2 separate regions of the Xenopus laevis genome follow, and region 2 is linked to region 1. Evidence: chromatin contacts called from public Hi-C data. All regions are on one chromosome and are shown on one strand. Each heading gives the region's core, a stretch centred on a gene start, on an enhancer-like site or on the middle of the called end of the contact. The rest is flanking DNA. Distances are from core to core; before and after follow the strand shown. Region 1 overlaps LOC108714379 (putative ferric-chelate reductase 1). Region 2 overlaps bcar3.L (BCAR3, NSP family adaptor protein L homeolog).

The links. Hi-C and Micro-C count contacts between places; a contact is called where the count stands out from the background.
Region 2: a contact with region 1 is called in a Hi-C map of the XL177 cell line, with 2.8 times the contacts expected there. The contact joins two enhancer-like sites. A contact is called at or near these places in 2 of 4 Hi-C or Micro-C datasets (the XL177 cell line and the XTC cell line).

The regions. Positions count from the first base shown.
Region 1 is chr4L:99,878,641-99,884,250 of Xenopus_laevis_v10.1, forward strand. It overlaps LOC108714379 (putative ferric-chelate reductase 1), which reads left to right. Exons shown (of 16, transcript XM_041590534.1): 8 at 513-663; 9 at 2,058-2,171; 10 at 4,079-4,191. Among protein-coding and RNA genes, the nearest start is that of LOC108714379, 35 kb to the left of the region's middle. Within about 2 kb of position 3,136, at least 1 of the 7 cell types and tissues checked has an H3K27ac peak or open chromatin away from gene starts, as enhancers often do.
Region 2 is chr4L:100,006,415-100,012,802 of Xenopus_laevis_v10.1, forward strand. bcar3.L (BCAR3, NSP family adaptor protein L homeolog) reads left to right here. Exons shown (of 12, transcript NM_001091730.1): 12 at 492-1,067. The coding sequence ends at 652. Among protein-coding and RNA genes, the nearest start is that of fnbp1l.L, 66 kb to the right of the region's middle. Within about 2 kb of position 1,992, at least 1 of the 7 cell types and tissues checked has an H3K27ac peak or open chromatin away from gene starts, as enhancers often do.

The sequences.
Region 1 (5,610 bases), core at 1,886-4,385:
TACAATTTAAATCTGACTGATTAGTTTCAGATCGTTGTATTAAAACAAATGATTGCTCTACGACCGTTCAACGTCCAAAATAAAATCTGAACATCTATGACCATCTTAAGTCAAGGATAGATATTTTCTTTTTTACACACCTGACTATTCCATTTCCAGTTTGTATGTCGGACAGGGATAATTCTCGGCAGTTCCAGCCTGAGACAAAAGACTAAATCCTGAATGAAACCCCCAACAAATTCCTCCTGACTCAATGGTCACCCTCTACCCTTATATCCCAGCTTGTAGATTGGTATCATATTTGCTGCCCCTGGTAATGTGCTGCGTAATGTGAGGCAACATTCTCTTGCATCTCTGTGTCCTGCTCTGTTTATTCGCGTTTAGCTTCTTCAGAACCAGTTTAACACTACAAGAGATTAAGTTTACTTATAGCACCAAGTACAAAAGGTTTATAAAATCTGCTGTGGCAATTGGTAACCCTGAGCGATCTTTATATATTTTCTTCTTTCTAGAGCTTGTCAGGATCCCCTGTCTCATCATACATTAATGGAGTATTGAATTGCATCTTCAGTTCTGGGGCCAGTATCTCCACATCTCCATCTCGAGCAAGTGCATCTTCCGCTTACTTCATTTTCCTTGCTACCGGCCCCACCCAGGCAAATGGTAGGTGAGACTTTACAAGCCACAAATAAGGCCCTTCCTTATACCCTACAGTGTGTGTTATCCATATGTTAAAGATCATTTTACAGGCTAAGTCATATGAAGCACACGGGCACATTATATTCCTTTTTCCATTTCCCAATACAGGTATGGGATATGATATCGGAAACCCGTTATCCAGAAAGTTCAAAATTACGACAATGCTATCTCCCATAAACTCCATTTTAGTCAAATATTTTATATTTTTAAAAATAATGTCCTTTTACTCAGTAATAACAAAGCAGTATCTTGCACTTGTTCCCAACTAATACAGTATATATAACTAATCCTTTTTGGAGTAAAAAAAAAAAACAATACTGCATTTGGTTTGTTTAATGTTTAAATGATTTTTAGTAAGCTTAATATATGGATATCCATATTATGGAAAGATCCCTTAACCGGATTTAAAATATAGGAAATGCTCTGCAAAGCATAACTTACTGAGTAAAGCAATAAGCTCTTTTTCTAGGATCTTGAATTTGTATATACTCTGCATTCACTATGGACAATGCAGACTCTCATAAATGAAAACATAAAATGTACATTTATGAAAGAATAAGAAAAGTCGCTTCTTCTTACAAACAGAGAATGCTTCCTGTTAGGGGCAGCAATATAATTAGGTCCTAAAGGGCAAATGTATTTTCTGTGAAATTTTTTTAACCCACGTATAATTTAAATCCCAGTAGGTGACCCCCTTTAGAGAACCTAAGTAAATATAGTATAATTTTACATATATTATCTTGAGCTAATATTTTGTGGTATTCTGCAAGAAGGTTACAAGAAGTGTGAGGATAAAAGATACACCTCTGTGCTCTTGGTTTGTGTGTGAACATAGCAGCTTTTACAAGAGTAGGAACTTTAGAATGGCAGTTTGGAATAATTCAGCAAATCATATTAGACAAATGTAGATTTCATCAAAAAATATATGTTTATGAAAATATATTTTAAATATATGGACAGCGTTATGTGATACTTCTTATAGTGACCTGCAGTGTTCAGTGGTAAAGTTTGTTTTTTATTATATGCAAAGGTTTAGGTTTATTCTTAGAAATGAAATATAGATACTTGCAAGTAATATGTACATTTTCAGTATAAACCAGGCATAGTATATTCTTACTTATCTAAATACTTGTCTAAATATAGTAAATGTAAGCTGACTTCAGTGAAACAGCACCCCTAGCAGCCATATTAATCATAAAAATAACTGAGGTCTTTATGTTTTAGGTGTAACCTTGACCTAACATTAGTCATTATAATGTGTTACTGTTCGTTTCTGAGTTTGTTCATTTCTAAAAGTTTGTTTATTTGTACAACATAGCAATCTAAATTGTGGGACTGATAGCAGTCTTTTAATACAGGTCAGATTCAACAGCACATAAAAAATCCACTAATAACAGCCACTAAAATTGATCTCTCAATTTATGGAAGCACCAAAGCAGCCAGTGGATCAAGCTCTCTTGTTCTTGGCCATGGTAAGTAAAGGCATTAAGCAATAACACCGCAAATCAAATACATACTTTTAGGTTATTACTGAAGAGGAACTATTTAGTGTTGCTGTTTGCACAACAAGTGGTGACTTTATAATCTGCTGTAAAAGGAGGTGCTGATTTAAGGTGGCCATACACGATGAGATCCAAAAGAGCAGATTTTTCATCCGATATGCCCACCAACAGCAGGGCGATATTAGGATAATCCAAACGTTTGCCAGAAGAATCAAACTCCCCAATGGATATCTTGTCCAGATATCGATCAAGGAGACCCATCTGAAGCCCCCATACACTGGCAGATATTTGAATCAATCTATAGGACTGATATCGGCAGCTTTAATCTGCCTGTGTATGGCCACCTTTACTCATCTTCTATCTAGATGATGATGTGTGTGTGTTTAATTACTTACTATGTATGTTGCACCACACAGGGCAGTCAGTAATCTGACCACATGAGAAAACAGGAGCAGGTAAACACATATCTACACTGGGATGACACTGCAGCATATGAGTCATTGTCATAATATCCCTTGTTGATAATGAGTAAGCACTTTAATTTTTATTGGCTTTATTTTGACCAGAAATATTTATCAAATAAAACTTCTTCTGTGTTCAAAGATTAAAGACCAAATAATCAGGCTTTTGGAGAAAAGCAGTGATCATTCAGTGTAATAGATAAGAAGCACACATTGTAATACAGTACTAAATAAAAATTGCTGATATTTTGCAATTTAATTTGAACTGAAGGGCATCTATAAAAATCTATCTATAAGCACTTTCCTACCACGTTTACGCAACACACACAAAGGGCAAAGTCACACCTGACTGATCATCTGCTTTTCTCAGCCTGTGTTTTCTTCTCAGGTGGAGAAAAGTGGATCCGCTTTCAACCACATCCCTGTGCATCTGCACTGACAGGCACAACGTCAGCCTGAGTGCAGCTACACAGAGCCGAGCTGAGATCGGCCTGACAATATCTGCCTTTATGTTTTTTGCACCGATCTCCGCTCCATGTAGGTGCACTTATATTTAGATGACTAAAGTCTATTCTATGAGTGACTGCAGGAGCGACTGGGGCATTCTTTTAACATGAAACCAATGCCTGCTATCTCTAATTGTGATATGAGCCTTAAAGGGCAAGTCAACCCCAAACTAAAAATTTTGCTTAATAAAAGAAAACATAATTCTATGCAACATTGCAATATACATTTATTAAAAATGTTCACTGCTTTATTTGTAAAAACAGTTGCTATTTACTTAACGTCTGCTTCTTACTTTTTAAACCATGTTGCAAAAGTCTTAGTTCCCCAGCAAAGTGAGGTCTGTTAATCAGCTGCCTTTTCTTACTTTGTTTCAGCAGCCTTAACCACCAGTGCAGAGGATAGAAAGGGACAGACACTGCTTTCAATAGCAATGTTTGATGCCACTTTTTACACAGCATGTTAACTAGACCCCTAACTGTAGGGAGTAGTGGGAATGTTTGTTGCCAGCTCTGTTTCCGGTGAAAGTAGGGGCAGCATATTTCTTCCTTCCCTCTCTACTGGAAATTAGTTAGGTGGGAGAATCATATTAAATAACTTTCTCTACATTCTATAGTGATGCTAGAAAATACATGATTTTATGATAATTTTATTTAAAAGTACAGGAGGAGTAAACATATATAATTATTATAATTCATAATATAACTGAAAACTAAACAAAACCTTTTAGAAATTATAAAAACCATGGATACATAATGAACATAGCTGAATATAGGTGTTCATTGACTCTCATGAAAAATATGAGGTGAAGGTTCCTTAATTCTGTAATAAAAATTAATTCACCAATATTTCCACATCTCCTTATGCATCCCAGTCTGATTGGTTTGCCTGATTTGAACTATTTGTTTACAGGTGCACTGATGCTCATTGCTTGGATGACTACTGGCACTATAGGAATGCTTATAGCTCGCTATATGAAAAATGCAGCTAAAGAGCAATATGCTGGAAAAGGCCTTTGGTTTCTGGTGAGCCTCATTCAAGTTTATAACCAGTATATAATTTCCCTTATGTTCTCTAACTTCATTTCTTCTAACTTCCTACCCATATCTGCTTTGTACCCCCTGTCTACACATTTCTGTCACATAACAGGAAGGGAGGGTTCTATATATATGTGTATATATATATATATATATATATATATATATATATATATATATATATAAATATAATACCAGATATTTTAAAGGAAATGTAACCCCACAAAACAAATACAGCAGAATCCAGATTTTTTTTTGTGCCTGCAATTTATGCTGTTTTTTAGCAGCCCCCTACAGGTAAGCAGCAGGGCAGCTCCTGCCATTAGGCAAAGTGAGAACCTTACCTCAATCGGCAGTGAGCGGCCAGTTACCAGGGGCAGCAAAAAGCCACCTCTTTAAGACCGACTCTTCATTTTTTAAAACAGAAATTCGACTCCACTAGTGCAGAGAGCGTTGTTGCTGTTTTTATGCCACAGCATAAAACTGTAGATGTAGCTTGGAGAGTTCTTCTAAGCACTAATGCACTTTACATTTAATTTTTTTCAAGATTTCAAGTAGGGATGCACCGAATCCCAGATTCAGTTCAGGCTTTGGCCAGATCGAAGCCTTTTTTCCGACTTTTTTTGCCAAATGCATCAGCTTTTTCCTTCCTTGGCCCAAGAATTTGTGGTTCCATCGAGGGTTCGGATTCAGTTTGGTGTTTGGCTGAATCCATTCCCTAGGATGTAAGGGTTCTGCCAAACCTCTGACTACAGGGTTTGAATCGATGTATCCCTAATTTCAAGATATTATCAATATTTTTAGCTGCTAATATGGAACACCAGTTCCACCTGCTGGCAGGTTTTGCCAATCACCCTTTAGTCATATACATGGAGGAAATTTTTCTAATGTTGGTCTGCTTGGGAAAGACTAGAGAAAGGTCGTCTGACATCAGCTCAACACCAGAAACTTTTCCTCTCTTCTTCTTACATTTTTCTGAGGTGTTTCAGTTCTATTATATTGACAGCTTAAAATGTTGATATCGAGAAATATATAGAAGAACACTCTGAGAAATGATACATTCATTTGTTTTCAGGGTTTACATTTACTTTAAATCTGCACAATGTTTACTGATAATGGCCTACAAGTAACAGCAGCTGGCAGTTCTGGGAGTTTAAATGCAGTAACCGCTGGAAGCCCCAAGCTGAGCATCCCATTCCTTGGCATATGCACAGACTTGTTAGTAGTAAAGGGGAATGTGACATTAGAGAAGCAAGTTTACTGAGATGACAGGTGTTATGTTTTGGGTAGCCGAGGATGAGTAGAGTATAACAGTGCTTTATTAGCAGAGTCATGCAGGCATTACACAATAGTAAGCTTTCACTTTTAAGCTACCAGGAAGTATGCACAGTACGTCTGAGCACAGTG
Region 2 (6,388 bases), core at 742-3,241, 130 kb after region 1:
GGGTAAGGGCAGATTTGGGGACAATTTACTCGAACTGCCTTCCCTTCCCGCCGGCTATAATGAAAAACCACCAACAGGATGGCACTCGCGGCGCTTCATATGCAGTTCGGATATTTTGATCCTGCCTCAATTTACTTGTCACGGACATAGAAGGTAGAGGGTTACTCTATAGGGCCAATTATATCCTGAGATAATGTGACTGGTATTAGCACTGGGAAGCAATTCATGATATTAAGGGAGTGCAAATGTTGTGACTGCTGCTACAAGGAGGTGTTATCCCCAGGCTCTGGTCCTTAAAGGGGTTCCCAGCCCCCCTTCAATACTCTGTTGTGGTGTCACTATGTTGCTGTAACTTTAGGAAGCAGAGATCTAGCAACAGATATTCTTTTTTCATATCAACCTGCAGATCCCATGTAACGTTGTTGTAAAAGCCAAGTGTGTTCAGTATTCTCCTAATAATAATACTAATTTTTTTTCTGTTTCTGTCCCAGGATTTAAACCTGATGAATTGATGAGTGAAATCTTTAAAACAGAATTTCAGATGCGACTGCTGTGGGGCAGCAAGGGAGCGTTGTTAAAGCAGAGTGAAAGATACCACAAGTTTGGGCAAATCCTGACGGCTCTGTCCCGGAAACTGGAACCTCCTTCCTAAACAAGTGACCACTGGTTAAATGTTTTAACATGAAATCGTTGCTATTTGCTATGTAGGACAGAGACTTCTGTGAGTGAAACAGACACATATGTGTAGATGGGATAACAAGACATTCCCCAGTTGTGTACGTTGCTGTAAATGTATGATGTATATTTGTTTTTAATATGTGCATAGCTCCTATTTATTTACTGTCCATAACATGTAATGGGGTCAGCGACACTGAAAAAGGCTTCTGATAGAATTTACTTTCATTCAGTATTTCTCAATGATTCCTCCTGTGCAGAACTCCAGGGCAGGGATTTTAAACTGAAAACTTGCTGCCAGAACAAGGCATATTTTAGATTTTTTTTTTTTTTCATTGTAAAAATAGCAGAAATTGGCTCAAATTTCAGACAATTAAAATGCATGGAATGTTGGTAGATGTTGTGGCTTTTCTAATTCCCATAATTCCACTTTTGTGAGCATCCAGCCATCATCAGAGTGGCATTTGTTTGCCTTTCTGTCCACAAAGTAACACAACACAGTTGCCAGCTATTTTGCTAACGATAAAGTTACTGGGCAATACAGCCAAGTCAATATGTGTCCCGATTCCAAATCCACAACAGTTACACAGCAGAGTAGCATGCATTTATGTATGACACCTTTTGATGTTACTGGCCCTTTAGGGTGAACCTATTTTGATCATGTTGTGTTGTGCAAGCTCCATTGGAAAGAACAGGGAGCCGCCGTTTCTTTCACACTCATACACACTGACTATCTTCCAGGTAAGCTGATTTTTGGGCCAGTGCATTCCAGTTCCAGGCCAACTAAAACCCTACACAAATACCTGATCCTCACCAAAATAATTATTCACTAATGCAAACGTTTTGTTTTGTGACATTTCTAAAGGTCAGTGTATTTAGTTCTGATGTGGCCGGAGTGATTGTGTTGCTCAGTGAGGCAGGTCCATTAGACAAAGACTTCCCCAGGCAGCAGTACAGGAATAGGAAACAAAACGATTGTAACTGATCCTCCTGTGGGTCTTGTGAAACAGGTCTCAGCAGATCTGCGAGGTCAGGTACCCGATATTGTACAATTATTATACAGCCGTAGTCAAGACGAGTTAAGAACGCTACAAATGAAAGGGACTTATGGCTTTCGGTACACAAGGAGCCCCTAACACCACGGATCTCAGTAGCAAACTGTGGGAAACGCTCATTGTACACTGACCACATGGTGCATTGTAAAAGTGCAAAAAAGTCACTATCTGCCTTTTTTTTTGCACAGTGTGTGATGTATTGTGCAAATAGACATGTCTCTGTGCTCGGCTTTGAAGTGCAGAGAGTGACAACCCTGGGGACACAAGTATTTTGTAAGTGAGTTGGGCTCTTGCCCCCCTGGGGATCATCAATGACCCCTTCTCTCTTTAGGACAGGAGGCCTCTGATCAGAATCAGTGAAATTAATGTTTTCTATTATGCCAGAGACACTGTCCCTCTCCTAAGGCCACTACATGGGACTCCATGCTGTGTGTATATATATATATATATATATATAGCCTGAGAGTCTGAAACCTGCCAATGTGCTGCTGCCCAATCTGCTCAAAAGTTCCAATTCATTTGTTCAAACCTCCTTCAAAATAGTTCCCAGATTACACAATGAATCCCTGAAAGGCTGGAGAAGTGAAAATCATAGCTCCTATTTCTAATGGATCTTCCAAAGGCACTAGAGTTTATATTTTACACAGAGAATATTAAAGTTAATTTCAGGGAATGAGTGCAGGTAACAACGGTTGTGAATAATAAACCAATTCATTGTACAGGCATGGGATTGGTTATCCGGAAACCAGTTATCCAGAAAGCTCAGAATTACAGAATGCCCATAGACTCCATTTTATCCAGATTTTTAAAAATTATTTCCTTTTCTCTGTAATAATAAAACAGTAACTTGTTCTTGATCCAAACTAAGATATAATTAATCCTTATTGGATGCAAAACCAACCTATTGGGTTTATTTAATGTTTAAATGAATTTCTAGTAGACTTAAGGTATGAAGATCCAAATTACGGAAACATCAGTTACCCAGAAAATCCCAGGTCCCGAGCATTCTGGATACCAGGTCCCATACCTGTACTTGGTGTTGAGAATTAACGTTTCATGTGGGTGAATTCCGACTTCTAACTGTCAGCTAAATGACTTGTCGATGACAACAAATAAGAACAAGCTGGCCATTAAAATGTTTCCTTTGTTTTATTCCATGAAAATATTCTCAACAGAGAACACTATTTTTAAACAATGTATTTACCAATAAAAATCAACGTGTGCAACATTGGATTAAAAAAACCATTCACTGGGGGGTAAAAATGTATTAATACGAGTCACGTGAAAGAGAACAATGACTGTAGAGAGTACAAGGCTCTTTCCTTATACTTGTCTAGTTACTGATGTTGCAGTGTTTGGTGTGAGAGTACGTGAAAACATTCACCTCTGTTGCTTTATTGCTCAGTGCTGACTCAATTCACTGCAAACAATTAAACAACCTGCAACCATTGTACACAACCTATTTGTTGCCAGGGGGGGGGCAAAACAAAGATGGCGGACTCTGGCACCAAAATGGTTTTGCAACACTTTTCCTATATATATATATATAAAAAGAAAAAAAATACTACAACTGTCTGTAGTTTTGTCGATAGACACTATATAAATAATCCTTGTGTACAATATTCAGAATTTATTATATAACAGTTTAAATAGCCCCAGTCTGCTGTGTAATAGTGGTATTTATCTTCCTCCCCTTTCATGATGAGTACAATGGGTCTGACAGAAAAATTGTACATTTTTATAGGATAACAATTGAAGATAACACTGGAAAATAGTCACAGCCATTAGAAACCAAGCTAAATGCACACTGGATTGGAGTTCTGAAGCTCAAAGCCAATCCCTTTTATCCATCTGATCACCTGAGGACTGATTGGGTGACAGTCGGTAGCAGTGGCCACATTTCCATCACTTATGTCAGATAACGGAGCAGGGAAGCCTCCGGCCTCAGTAATGTAACATGTCCTGTGTGAACAGCAGTGGGCCCTCATGTTCCATATTCATGATGTAAGTGTAAAGATGGGGAGCAGATCATGCCCCATATGCCCACCTTGAATGGGCGAGATCAGGCCGATCTGATTGTAGGCCCTAGGGAATGCAGGCAGTTGGAGCAAGGGCCACAGCAACAAACCGTTGCAGTTCTTGGTCCAATGGGATTTTGAAACCTGCCCGATGGACATCTGGAAGATTTTCGGCCAGATGTTAGTCAGGAAAGCCAATCGGATGATCCCATAAACTTAGTCTTTCAGAAGCTTTAAACAGCAGTAAAATTCTTTAAGTTTAATCTTCACACATAAATTAGAGGCCCTGGGATTTGGCTTGGAGCCCTAGACCATTGCTATGGCCCTTGATCAGATGTATTGTAATTGAATCTTCAACAAACACAGCCATTCTCCCTCCACCAAGGACTCAATAGCCCACCCCAGGGCCCTCAAACAGCTTCAGCATCCAATTCACCTCTAGCATCAGTGTATGGACACATCTAATCTTACCAAAAATAAATTGCAGAAGATCACTGAGCACTTTTACATGGTACGGTACATGTCTCATTAAACCACCCAGCAGCCCACTAACACCTATAGCAGTTTAAATAGCCCCAGTCTGCTGTGATAAATCTATATTTTGATTGTATAACAGTTCTGCCAGTCAACTCTCCATGTAAATAAACACAAATTCAACTTTGTCTCAATGGATCGATAAGCACTTTAACACTCAACTACAAGAGTCCTCTGCACTCAACCCATTATCAATATATTTAAGACATTTTGTGCCATAAGCTACTAAAAATGCCTTACCCTTTAAACAAAACAGGGATTGTTTGTCCATATATTGCAATATATTTAAGCTGGCCAACTATGTCAAAGTCATCCCATATCTGGCCAGTCCTACGCTCAATTTTATCTGATTCATTAAGAATTCTATTGCTTCATTATACATTTTACACAGGGACAAAGTTTTACCTGCAACTTACTAGCTGCTTTCAAGGTTAAAACTTCCAAACATGGCTGCCCTTTTATTGGCCACCAGTGGGATCACCTGACTATAGCTGGGAAGGGTGGGAGCTACAACATGGAGCTGGTCACTACTCCTGTATAAACTATAAAAAACAACCAAAAGTTGTGTTCACCACCTAATGGTTTTAAAAATTAGTAGTGAGCACAACTTTCCCTTGTTTCTTACACTTTCTCCAAAGTGTTAAAGACAAGTGACTGAAGTGGGCATTTATATGTACAATATAAACAGATCAGAATTCAACTGGTTTATTTAAAAAAAAAAAGTAAAAGTGCATACAATTATAAAATATTACCATTATTTGTATACGATTTATAGGCCAAGATGACTCCTCGGATCTCATGTTATAAAATGGATTTGGACGTCCTTTAATCCCTCCATCTGTTGCTAAACGACAACCGCATGCCATCAACAAACTGACCGACTGAGAGTTGTAGTACAACATGAGCTGAAAGGACGCAAGTTCTGATTGTAATAAACCCATAAATACAAGTGCCAGGAAGCTGTTGTGGATCTACAATCCCAGCACTTATAGCTGTAGGAAGGTGGATTTTCCCTGGATGGGATCAGTAATGTCACAGGATATTCCTTACAGCCTCCGTGTCAGCAAATCAGCATTGAGTCCATATTAACAGCTATCAAGAAATAAGATTTTCTATTAAATTGAATTAATATGCTGTTGCTTAGAATGGCTAGGTAATGTCTAACTGATGTTAAAATACAGAGGATTATGAGATTTAGCTGCATAAAAAATGGCAGGATTGCTATCTCAGCGGGTAGAATATTGTGGTATCATTTAGAATCAGTGTGGTAGGCACTCCAGTTTAAGGCAGCATCTGAATGGAAAGTAGTCGACTTGGTCTAAAGAAGGAGGAAGATCTTGACTCTTTGGCCAGGTTGCCCAGTGTAGAATGATCTTCCCATTAGGGCTGGAGGGGGGGAAGAGGAGGAGAATGGGATCCAGATTTCAGAGATTTCCTTCTCCAGAAACAGTGCTCAAAGGAAGGAGAACTGTAGCCATACAAACTCTCTATCACCGACAGAAAACTGGAATGTAATAAGTTACTGATAGAGACGGATAGGAATAGCAGCAACACTTGAGCATTGGTATGAATGGATTAAGTGATAAGTTGATATGAAGAAAGGCAGACCATGGAAAGAAGAAGATGGAGAGAAAAAAAAGAGAACAAAAAGGCCGCTACATGCAAACAGAGTGTTAGGGTCGAGAATGGAGATGGCACAGGCAGACATTCACATGTTAAAACCCAACAGGCAACTGGTCTTGAGAATAATTCTATTGGCTGGAACATGCTAGTGAATATTCAAGAAAGCTGCAAATGTTATTGCTACCCTGTGAAACATGTAGTAGGTTAACTGAACTAGGACATCTTGAAGCACAAATATTTGACCTTTTTTTGCAGATTTATTTATCTAAGGGCAGTGGCACAAGAGGGAAGTTCTGGACTTTTGCTCTTCTTCTCCTTGTCTTGTGTGCCACCCACCTAGAATTTACTGTTGGATAAAAGCACAGAAGCACAATGTACCAGTTTAGATACAAGGCAGTTCAACCTGCAATTAGTTCAGCTACGGAGCTGCAACAACCAGACCCCGAGTCCATCGTGGGATACTGGGAGGCCAATCGAGTGAGG